Linked DNA regions of Mus musculus: regions 1 and 3 are each linked to region 2. A link is a contact called in public HiChIP or PLAC-seq and promoter capture Hi-C data. All regions are on one chromosome and are shown on one strand. Each heading gives the region's core, a stretch centred on a gene start, on an enhancer-like site or on the middle of the called end of the contact. The rest is flanking DNA. Distances are from core to core; before and after follow the strand shown.

Evidence for each region. Promoter capture Hi-C pulls out the DNA fragments that hold promoters and counts their contacts. HiChIP or PLAC-seq counts read pairs in DNA pulled down with a chosen protein or histone mark.
Region 1: a contact with region 2 is called in an H3K4me3 HiChIP or PLAC-seq map of bone marrow-derived macrophages, with 2.6 times the contacts expected there. The contact joins the promoter of Eif5a here to the promoter of Gucy2e in region 2. A contact is called at or near these places in 2 of 39 promoter capture datasets (liver and stem cell-derived epiblast-like cells) and 1 of 115 datasets of contacts at active chromatin or transcription factors (bone marrow-derived macrophages).
Region 3: a promoter capture Hi-C map of liver shows a contact between it and region 2, with 2.6 times the contacts expected there. The contact joins the promoter of Asgr1 here to the promoter of Gucy2e in region 2. A contact is called at or near these places in 2 of 39 promoter capture datasets (both in liver) and 1 of 115 datasets of contacts at active chromatin or transcription factors (pancreatic cancer cells).

What each region holds. Positions count from the first base shown.
Region 1 is chr11:69,919,895-69,923,050 of GRCm38.p6, reverse strand. It overlaps Eif5a (eukaryotic translation initiation factor 5A), which reads left to right and starts at 1,665. Exons shown (of 6, transcript NM_181582.4): 1 at 1,665-1,888.
Region 2 is chr11:69,235,738-69,238,586 of GRCm38.p6, reverse strand. Gucy2e (guanylate cyclase 2e) reads left to right here and starts at 1,565. Exons shown (of 19, transcript NM_008192.3): 1 at 1,565-1,641; 2 at 1,933-2,671; 3 at 2,765-2,849. The coding sequence starts at 1,942.
Region 3 is chr11:70,052,671-70,055,727 of GRCm38.p6, reverse strand. It overlaps Asgr1 (asialoglycoprotein receptor 1), which reads right to left and starts at 1,373. Exons shown (of 9, transcript NM_009714.3): 1 at 1,240-1,373; 2 at 762-847. The coding sequence starts at 828.

The DNA of each region.
Region 1 (3,156 bases), core at 416-2,915, 680 kb before region 2:
TGCCTCTGGGTCCTTAGGTGCTGCAATTACAGGGAGGGAGGGTGGCAGGCCCTGTGCCTGGCTAGGATTGGATTATGTAGGCTACCATAGCCTTGAACTACTGATCTGCTGATCTCAGCTTTCTCAGTGCTGGCATTCCACAGAAAACGACAGAAAATTCAGGAAAAGTGACTGAAAGATATAGGGTGGATAGTTCTACTGTGCTACACAAACACGTAATAATTCCAATTAAGTGCTTGCAAGCGTTCCAGTAAGTTGGAGATTAAGATATCATTTAATATCCTTACTTAGTGGTAAAGAAATTAAAAGTACAGTAATTTGAAGTGATTTCTCAAAACTATAGGTGGCAGTGCATGCCTTACATCCCAACACGAGAGGCAGAGGCAGGTGGATCTTAAGGCCAGTCTGGTCGACTGAGTGAGTTCCAGGACAGCCAGAGCTACACAGAGAAACCCTGTCTTGAAAAACAACAACAAAACCACCACTACCACCAAAAAGGTTTAGATTCCTAGACCAGATTTTTTTGTTTTGCTTTTGAGTCAAGAATTCACACTGTACAGACCAGACTGGCCTTGAACCCACCTGGCTCTTACAGGATTAAGGGAGTGCTCCACCACGCCTGCATTATCTAAGGAGTAGGAATCCTGATCGCTCATCTTTAGATAACGTCAAAGTAATTTAATATTGCACTGTTTTGTTTTTTTCTATTCTCCTGCTCCAGTTTCTCAAACTCAGAGATTACAGGCATCATAAATTTCAAGACCAACTTTATGTGCTGGCTTTATAACAAGTCTCAGCCTCCTAGCGATCTGGCAATAAAGTCTGTGTCGCCTGGTCCAGAGCCACTCTTCTCATAGGGAGTTTGATTTTGGAAGAAACATTAGACATTTCCTTTTAGAAACCTCAAGCCGACCTGGGAAAACAATCGGAAACGCTATGTAGTTCTCTTTATTTAGGATTTAGAAAGGAAAAGCTTCTATGCGAACCTTAGGAATCAACACTAACCAGGGTTTAGACAAGATGGTGGCTTGTATCGGATAGCTCTGGATACTGAAACTATAGCGCACAAGTTGTGTAAAGTACCGAAGCCGGGATGGTTGTAATCCGACCACACTAGCGTGAGAGCAGAGTCTCCCACGGAAAGCAGTCTCTTGAGCACGTGCAGAGCTGGGACAGCGATTCGGAGAAGAGCCACACACCTAACTAGAAAGGTTCTCAGAAACGTGTTTGTGAGTTGTTCAATTCCAGTTAAAGCCGAGGTGTGGCGCCTGCTCAGACGCATGCGTTCTTGACGCCGCAAGCAGCACAGTGGCGTGGTCTTTTCAACACCCCGCGTAGGGACGACGTCTGAGGTGGAAGGGGCGTTTAGGATTCCTAACACGCATGCGTTGAGACCCAGGCGTTTCCTTCGGAGGGTGTGGAGTGCAGGGTTCTGTATTGCGCAGCCGCAAGGGTTGCCCGGTAGAGCGAGCTGTCGCTCAAGGGGAGGGAAGAAGAGGTTGAAGGGATTTAAAAAAAAAAAAAAAAAACCCGGTGCGCCTGCGCATTGCCGACTGGTTGGAAGCACTACGGACTGGAAAGGGGCGGGGTCACGTGTGTGCGTCATCCGATGGGTAGGTGGGAGAGAGGGTGGAGATCGGGGAGGGTCCATGCGCTTGCGCAGTGCGGGGGTGGAAGGTGGTGGAGCTACCTAGCACGCTTGCGCGGCTGTCATAGGGCTGCTTGGTTGGTCAGTGGGGAGTCGGCGCCTGCGTACTAAGACCCGTGTGCAGCAGCGGCGGCGGCGCTAGAGGCGGCGGCGGCGGCGGCGGCAGCACAGTAGCGGGTTCGGAGGCAGCAGTTGGGCTCGCGGCGAGCGGACCAGGTCAAGTCAGTGCGTTCGCGCGAGGTGAGAGCGGGCAGGGCGCGCCTGCGCGTAACCTCGGTTTGAGCTACGAACGAGAGACGGAACTACGCGGGGGTCGGGGAGGGGGGCAGAAGGGAGCGGCGGCTGTCGCCGCACGGGTTCGGTGAGGGAGCGGCGCGAGGTGCGGAGAGGCGGGTGCAGGGCCCGGTTGGCGCGAGGGGTGACGGTTGGGGCCGGCCGGGTGACGTTGGAGCGACGCAGGGCGGGGGACGGCGAGCCGCGAGGCCGCCACGCGGGAGAGGCCGCCAGGCGGCCACGCCGGGGCGAGGGCCCGGGGCCAGATCGGCCCAGACAGGGCAAAGGCTCCTGTGCGGTTGAGGACCGGCGCTGCGCGGCCACGTGAGGTGGGGGAGGGGGCTGTTAGGTGAGGGCATGTGGAGGGGGTTGGCGGCCGGCGGGGGGAGGGGAGGCGGCATGGTCCTGGCCTGGCGCAGCTTTGGGGCAGGGGCAGCCGTAGCACCGGAAGTGTTCCCCATTGGAGGCTGCCCTCGGGGTCCGAGGCCATGCGGCCGAACGTTGACCGGGGCCGCATGGCTGCACGGGGACCCCTCCCCCCTGGCCCGGGCCACCGGAAGCCCCGGGCGACCACATGGTGGGCGCGAGCCGGCAACCCTCAGCGCAAGGAGCTCTGGTCTTTTTTGGGTTTCTCCGGAGCCTTGGATTTTGGCGTGCGGGAGAGACCCTACCCTTGGGTCTCACTCATCCCGCAGGGCCCGTTGCAGGCATATGTTAGTGTTCCCCAGCCTCATGGGCCTCTGGAGCTCATCCCTCAGTCTTCATATGAAGTGAGACGTCCAGCCAGATGTAAGTGGTACTGCTTTGCTGGGGAAACCGGGAAAAGTGGGGAAACTGAGGGCGATTGGACTGATGCCCAACTCTTTCTCGGCCCATGCCGACAGCGCCTGAAAGTAGTGAGCTTCTAGTTCCCCTGCGGTGATCTTCGATCTTCACCATGCCAGTGCCTTCCCTGTCGTGTTTTGTTTGGGAGTTACTGTGTTTTAAAGTCCTTTACTCTGCCAGCCTAGTACGATTTCTATTACTACTACGAATCTTTTGCTTTCATTTTATTGTCATTCACCACCCCTCACTTTCTACTGACTGTACAGGCTGGGCCTGAAAAGCCGACAGGACTGGTGCATCCTGGGAAAAGTGGGAGGGCCATCGACAAAAGGCTGAGTTCCCTTCGGGAACTGAGATCGAAATGTTTGGCAGTGGGATCCTTTAGGAAACTACTTTCTCTCCCTTGACTG
Region 2 (2,849 bases), core at 316-2,815:
TGATATTCTTGTAGATTTTTTTTTTTGAGACAGGGTTTCTCTGTATAGCCCTGGCTGTCCTGGAACTCACGTTGTAGACCAGGCTGGCCTCGAACTCAGAAATCCACCTGCCTCTGCCTTCCAAGTGCTGGAATTAAAGGCGTGCGCCACCACGCCCAGCTTCTTGTGGAATTTTTGTAATTCTACTTGTTTAAAGTTTTTCCCTAAAGCTTGCATATGAGTTGGAAGGCAGGAGAGAGGGAGGGAGGGAAGAGAGAAATTATGCAGGAGATGAAAGATAACAATTTAATCAAAACTAACCACTGAAGGGGTAAATGAATGTCCTGTGCCTGTAGATAGAATACCTCAGAGCAAGGGGGTACGGAGTGGCTGCAGCAGTCCCAAGCCTGGAGAGACCAGTCAACAGGTCCAGACCTTACTTATTGGCTGGCTCTCAGCACACAGGTGTGGCTCACAACTGTGTGTAACTCCAGCATTCTGATGCCTCTTCTGACCTCCATCGGCCATTGCACACATGTGGTGCACACATACATACATACATACATACATACATACATATACTCAGGCACCCATACATATGTAGAAAATAATTTTTTTTTTGAGACAGGGTCTATGTGTAGCCTTGGCTGTCCTGGAAGTCTCTAGGTATACTTGGCTGACTTCGAACTCATAGAGATCCATCCACCTGCCTCTGCTTCCCTTGTGCTGGGAACAAAGGCTATTACACTCTGCTATAAATATTTTTTTTACAGTTAAAATTGCAGCAATTATATGTTTGCTGTCTATCAACCTATGAACAATAGATGGAGTGACAGTTTATAATTGTGAAAAACTTAACATCTATGATGTTCTTCAAAATTTCCCCCTAGCTTTAGTGTCCACGGATGATTTTTAAAATTAACTCTATTATCTTATTTATCTTTGTCTGTATGTACAGACAGTGCACCACCAGGTGCTTTCTCTCAGAAGCTAGCACTGGATCCTCTGGAATTGGAGTTACAGATGATTGTGAGCCATCATGTGGGTGCTGGGAAATGAACCTGGGTCCTCCGAAGAAAGCAGCAAACGCTCCTAACCATTGAACCTTTATCTCTCCTCCTTCCCACAGATGATTCTTTTCTGAGACGGGGTTTCTCTGTGTAGCCCTGGCTGTCCTGGAACTCACTCTGTAGACCAGGCTGGCCTCGAACTCAGAAATCCGCCTGCCTCTGCCTCCCAAGTGCTGGGATTAAAGGCGTGCGCCACCACGCCCGGCCCCACAGATGATTCTTATCTGATTCCCTTTTTGAAGAGACAGCTGAAAAAGATAAACATTTTATTTTCATATGTAAGTCTGACGTTGAATTCGTGCGCGGTGTGAGGTACAGTCCAGATTCGCTTTCTCTCCCTGTATGATTAGTTAAAGCAACTGTGGCTGTCTAGAAGCAGGGCAGACCCCACTCTACAGAGGAGCTGTAGAGACTCTCAACCTCCATCAGCCCGCCCTGTTCTGCTTGATTAAAAGATCCTAATCGGCTTGGAGGGATTAAGGGCTGCAGCGGGCTGTTCCCACACCCCCCGCCCTGGGCTGGGCTGCCAGGGGAGACCGAAGGGGCATCGATCCTGTGACCCCTTAGCCAAGCCCTAGCCCCGGACTTTCCGGTAAGTAATGAATGACCCACACAGGAACTTCGGTCCTGTATGAAGGCGTGGGAGTATTCCCCACTGAACCCCCAAGACTGCTGAAGAGGAAGGGAGGATAAACAATCTAAGTACAAACAGGCTAAACCAAAAAGACCTTGGGGCGATGAGCTGGGCTGCCATCTAGGGTCCTGGAAGCCAAGACACCCTAGGGGGTTGGGCGGAATTTGAGAAACAGGCTTGAGGGGAGAACCTTACGGGAGTGAGTGCTGAGGGCCCTCAACTCTTATCTTGTTCGCTCTGTGTTCACAGAAGAAGGCAATGAGCGCTTGGCTCCTGCCAGCCGGAGGGCTTCCCGGCGCCGGGTTCTGTGTCCCTGCGCGGCAGTCTCCGTCCAGTTTCTCGCGGGTCCTGCGCTGGCCAAGGCCTGGGCTACCGGGACTCCTGCTACTGCTACTGCTCCCATCTCCTTCTGCCCTCTCTGCTGTGTTCAAAGTGGGGGTGCTGGGCCCCTGGGCTTGCGACCCCATCTTTGCACGGGCCCGACCAGACCTGGCTGCGCGTCTGGCCGCCAACCGCCTGAATCGTGACTTTGCTTTAGACGGCGGCCCCCGGTTCGAGGTTGCGCTGCTCCCAGAGCCCTGCCTGACTCCGGGCTCACTAGGGGCTGTGTCCTCTGCGCTGTCTCGAGTCTCTGGCCTGGTGGGTCCGGTGAACCCCGCAGCCTGTCGGCCAGCCGAACTGTTGGCTCAAGAAGCTGGAGTAGCGCTGGTGCCCTGGGGCTGCCCTGGCACGCGGGCGGCGGGTACTACAGCCCCGGCGGTGACCCCCGCTGCAGATGCTCTCTACGTCCTCCTTAGAGCATTCCGCTGGGCGCGCGTGGCCCTGATCACTGCACCCCAAGACCTGTGGGTGGAGGCGGGACGCGCTCTGTCCACAGCACTCAGGGCCCGGGGTTTGCCAGTTGCCCTAGTGACTTCCATGGAGACTTCAGACCGGTCTGGAGCCCGGGAGGCCCTCGGGAGGATCCGAGATGGGCCTAGAGTTAGAGGTAAGCTCCCCAGTAGAGTGCGGGCAAGGTGGGTGGGTCCTGCCGAGAGTGGACAGCGTAGCGAGCCAGCCTCTGTGTCCGTCCGCTCCGCAGTAGTGATCATGGTGATGCACTCGGTGCTGCTGGGCGGCGAGGAGCAGCGCTACCTACTGGAAGCTGCAGAAGAACTGGCTCTGAC
Region 3 (3,057 bases), core at 124-2,623, 820 kb before region 2:
CTGGGGAGTCATTGCTCCACCAAAGTGTGGGAAGGGTGGGTTTCCTCCTCTTTCCGTGAATCCTGTGCGTCTTTGGTTGCATGCAAGGAGAAAAGGTGAGCCTCTCCCACCAAGGGAGAAAATGACACTCAGTCCTGTCGGTTGGCCTGCGGGCTTTCCCTCCTGCCCCCCCCCCCCCGCCCCGTTTCCCCTCCTGTGCTCCTTCCTGCATAAAAGCACACTGCCCACCTGGGATACCTCAAGAGCTCTGTATTTGTTTGTACAGGCACACGACAGTCCCTGCTCAGAGGACAAAGTAGGGAGAGCAGATGCTTCATCTTTCATCCGTGCTGAGACCCTCAGCCCCCTCTCCAAGGGTCCCTTAAGTCAAACTGATCCTGATCACCTCCCATCCCCACCTCCACCTCCACATACACACTGTTGAAACTGAAGAAGAAAGGGACCTAACTTCAGACGGGGCTGACAATAAGCTCATGCCCCCGACCTTCAGTAGGCCCCACACCTTGGAGCCACCCTCTGCCTGGGGTCTTGAGAAATGGGTAACATTGGGAGGAAGCTTGGACATCTGTCACTGAGGATGCCAACACTATGCCCTGTACCCTATGTCCCAGCAAGAGTGATGCAGCCACTGTTTTCTGAGTGTATGGAACAGAGCTAGGGATCTCCACAGGACACAGGAGCTGAGTCGGAGGGACAGAGCCACTGATGTTCTCCTCCAGAGGGGAGAACCCCTCGCCTCTCTGAAAGGGAGCACCTCTCACCTCTCCGGAGTTGATGATGGTCATTATCATTGTCCAGGTGCTGGAAATCTTGATAATCCTTTGTCATGATGGCACTGGATCCGGACCTAGGACAGCCAAATTTAGAGCCTTTAGAGCTGAGGCCGAGGCTAACAGACTCAGAGCTGGATGAAGTCCAGTTCCCTTTTACATCTGACTAGGTGGACATACTTTCTGTCTCCCCTAACCCTATCTGCTCCCAAGCCTGACATCCAAAAATCTATCCTCTAGCTGGACATGATGACACATGCTTTTAATCCCAGTATTCAGGAAGCAGAGTCTGGTGGATCTCTGTAGGTTCGAGGCCAGCCTGGTCTACAGAGTGCATTCCAGACTAACCAAGGCTACATTCTGTCTAAGAAAAATCTCTCCTCTCCCATTCACACACACTGCGCATGTGAACCCATACAGCCACTCTCTCTTGGCTGTCACCCATCCCTTCTCCTCCTGCTGTACTTACTGAAGGTCCCTCAGCACCACGAAGAGCCCAGGCTAAGGAGGGGGCTGAAGCCTGAAGAACCAGGTGAAGAGCCCTGGGCAATGGGAGGGGAGGGGACAGGGTCCATCCAGGGCCCATGTGTGTCCGAGCACGCTGAACCTGGCATCACCAACACCGGGACTTTGAACCATAAACAGAGGTAGGAGTAGACTTGGAACTGGGGAGGTATAGGGGAGGAAAGAAGGCATGGGTGACCTCTATTCTATTTCTCAGAAAAGGGGAGTCTACACACACACACACACACACACACACAGAGGCACACACATCTACGCATGCACTTCCGCATGTTCAATACTTGTTACCTTTTTGTGGGTGAGACAGGCCTTAAAAGGCTAGGGAACAGTTTGCTGCTTGCCCTCAGAGCCCTCCCCCTTTCGGTCCTGAATTTCCCAGAATTGTCCGTATCTCCAAATATCCCTGACCAGGATCAGAGGCACCAACTGATTCCCCGCTCTTGCCCAATCCTGCCCTGTGACCTCAGTGTTATAATTGCAAGCTGTAGATTCCTGGGGTCTCAGCTCCAGGCTCCTCAGCCCTAACCTGACTGACTCACTCTATGGTAGTCCTCCAAGCAGCGCAGTGGTAACAGGAGGAGCAGCTCCCCTCTAGGATCAGGGCCAAGAAATCACTGATTCTACCATATGCCCCAGGACTTCAACCTTTCTCATCCCCAGAGAACAACCCATTCTGCAGGCAAGAAAGCTGAGGCTCTGGAAGACAAGGGCTTCTCAAAGCCATACTACACAGAAGAGCACAGACTAACACCCGGGCAGCCCAACTCAGTGACCTGTGTGCTGCCTCCAGCACCTCACTCAGAATGGGATCCTTAGCTGTCCCACGCACCAGGTCCCCAAATCCCCAGAGAGGCTTAAACATGGCCCCTCATGGTCCTGAGAGCTTCAGAGAGGCCTGTCAGAACTCAGGCTTGGGACAAGAGCAATATTCAACATATAATCCTCCTCCTGTTAGGCTCCACAGTGAGGAGTGGCCTCTGTGGCCGTCTAGAGCCTGTGAGCTATTCAGGAAGGTGCCGCTTACATAAATCCAACTACTCTGTGCGTCCTTGCTTGTCTGTGTCCTAAAAATCCGCATGTTTACATGAACCGGGCTTGCTGCCAGCGATTTTGGTGAAAATTGGGCCATTAATTTAACACTCTCTGATTTTGCCACTTACAATCTAGTTTATTCTGGCAAGCAAACAGATACAGATCCAGTCTGAATAGTAGCTCTACTCATAGAGGTAGGGACTAGCAGGGGGCACCGAGCCTCTTGCTCTCTCAGTGCTAGAGAGACCTCAGCCCTAGCTTGTAAAACTGGAAAATGCTGTAAACTCAGGATTTTTGCATCTTTCTATTTGCATATTGTCCTGGAAGAAGGCATTTTGAAATACAGTTCATACCTGAGAGCCATGCCCTAAGCTCATGGATCAGAGAGCAGTACTGGACTAATGTTAACACACATGCTTGAATAAATGTTAAGTGTGGATTGTGGATGTATGAATGAGTGTGTGTGTAGTTTTTCATCCCTTTTCAATAGATTTCTATTTAGAGAGATACATTTTATAATATATATTATACATATACTATGTATAAGTATAATATATAACATATAACATAGTATATATACATATGTATATATATATCCCATTGGATATGTGTACCAGTCATTTACCACAAAGTAAGTACCCCACAACTTAGCAACTTAAACAATAAACACAGACCATCTCCACTGTAAAGGTTAAAGTGCGGCTTCGACCATTGGTTCTGACTCAGAATAATC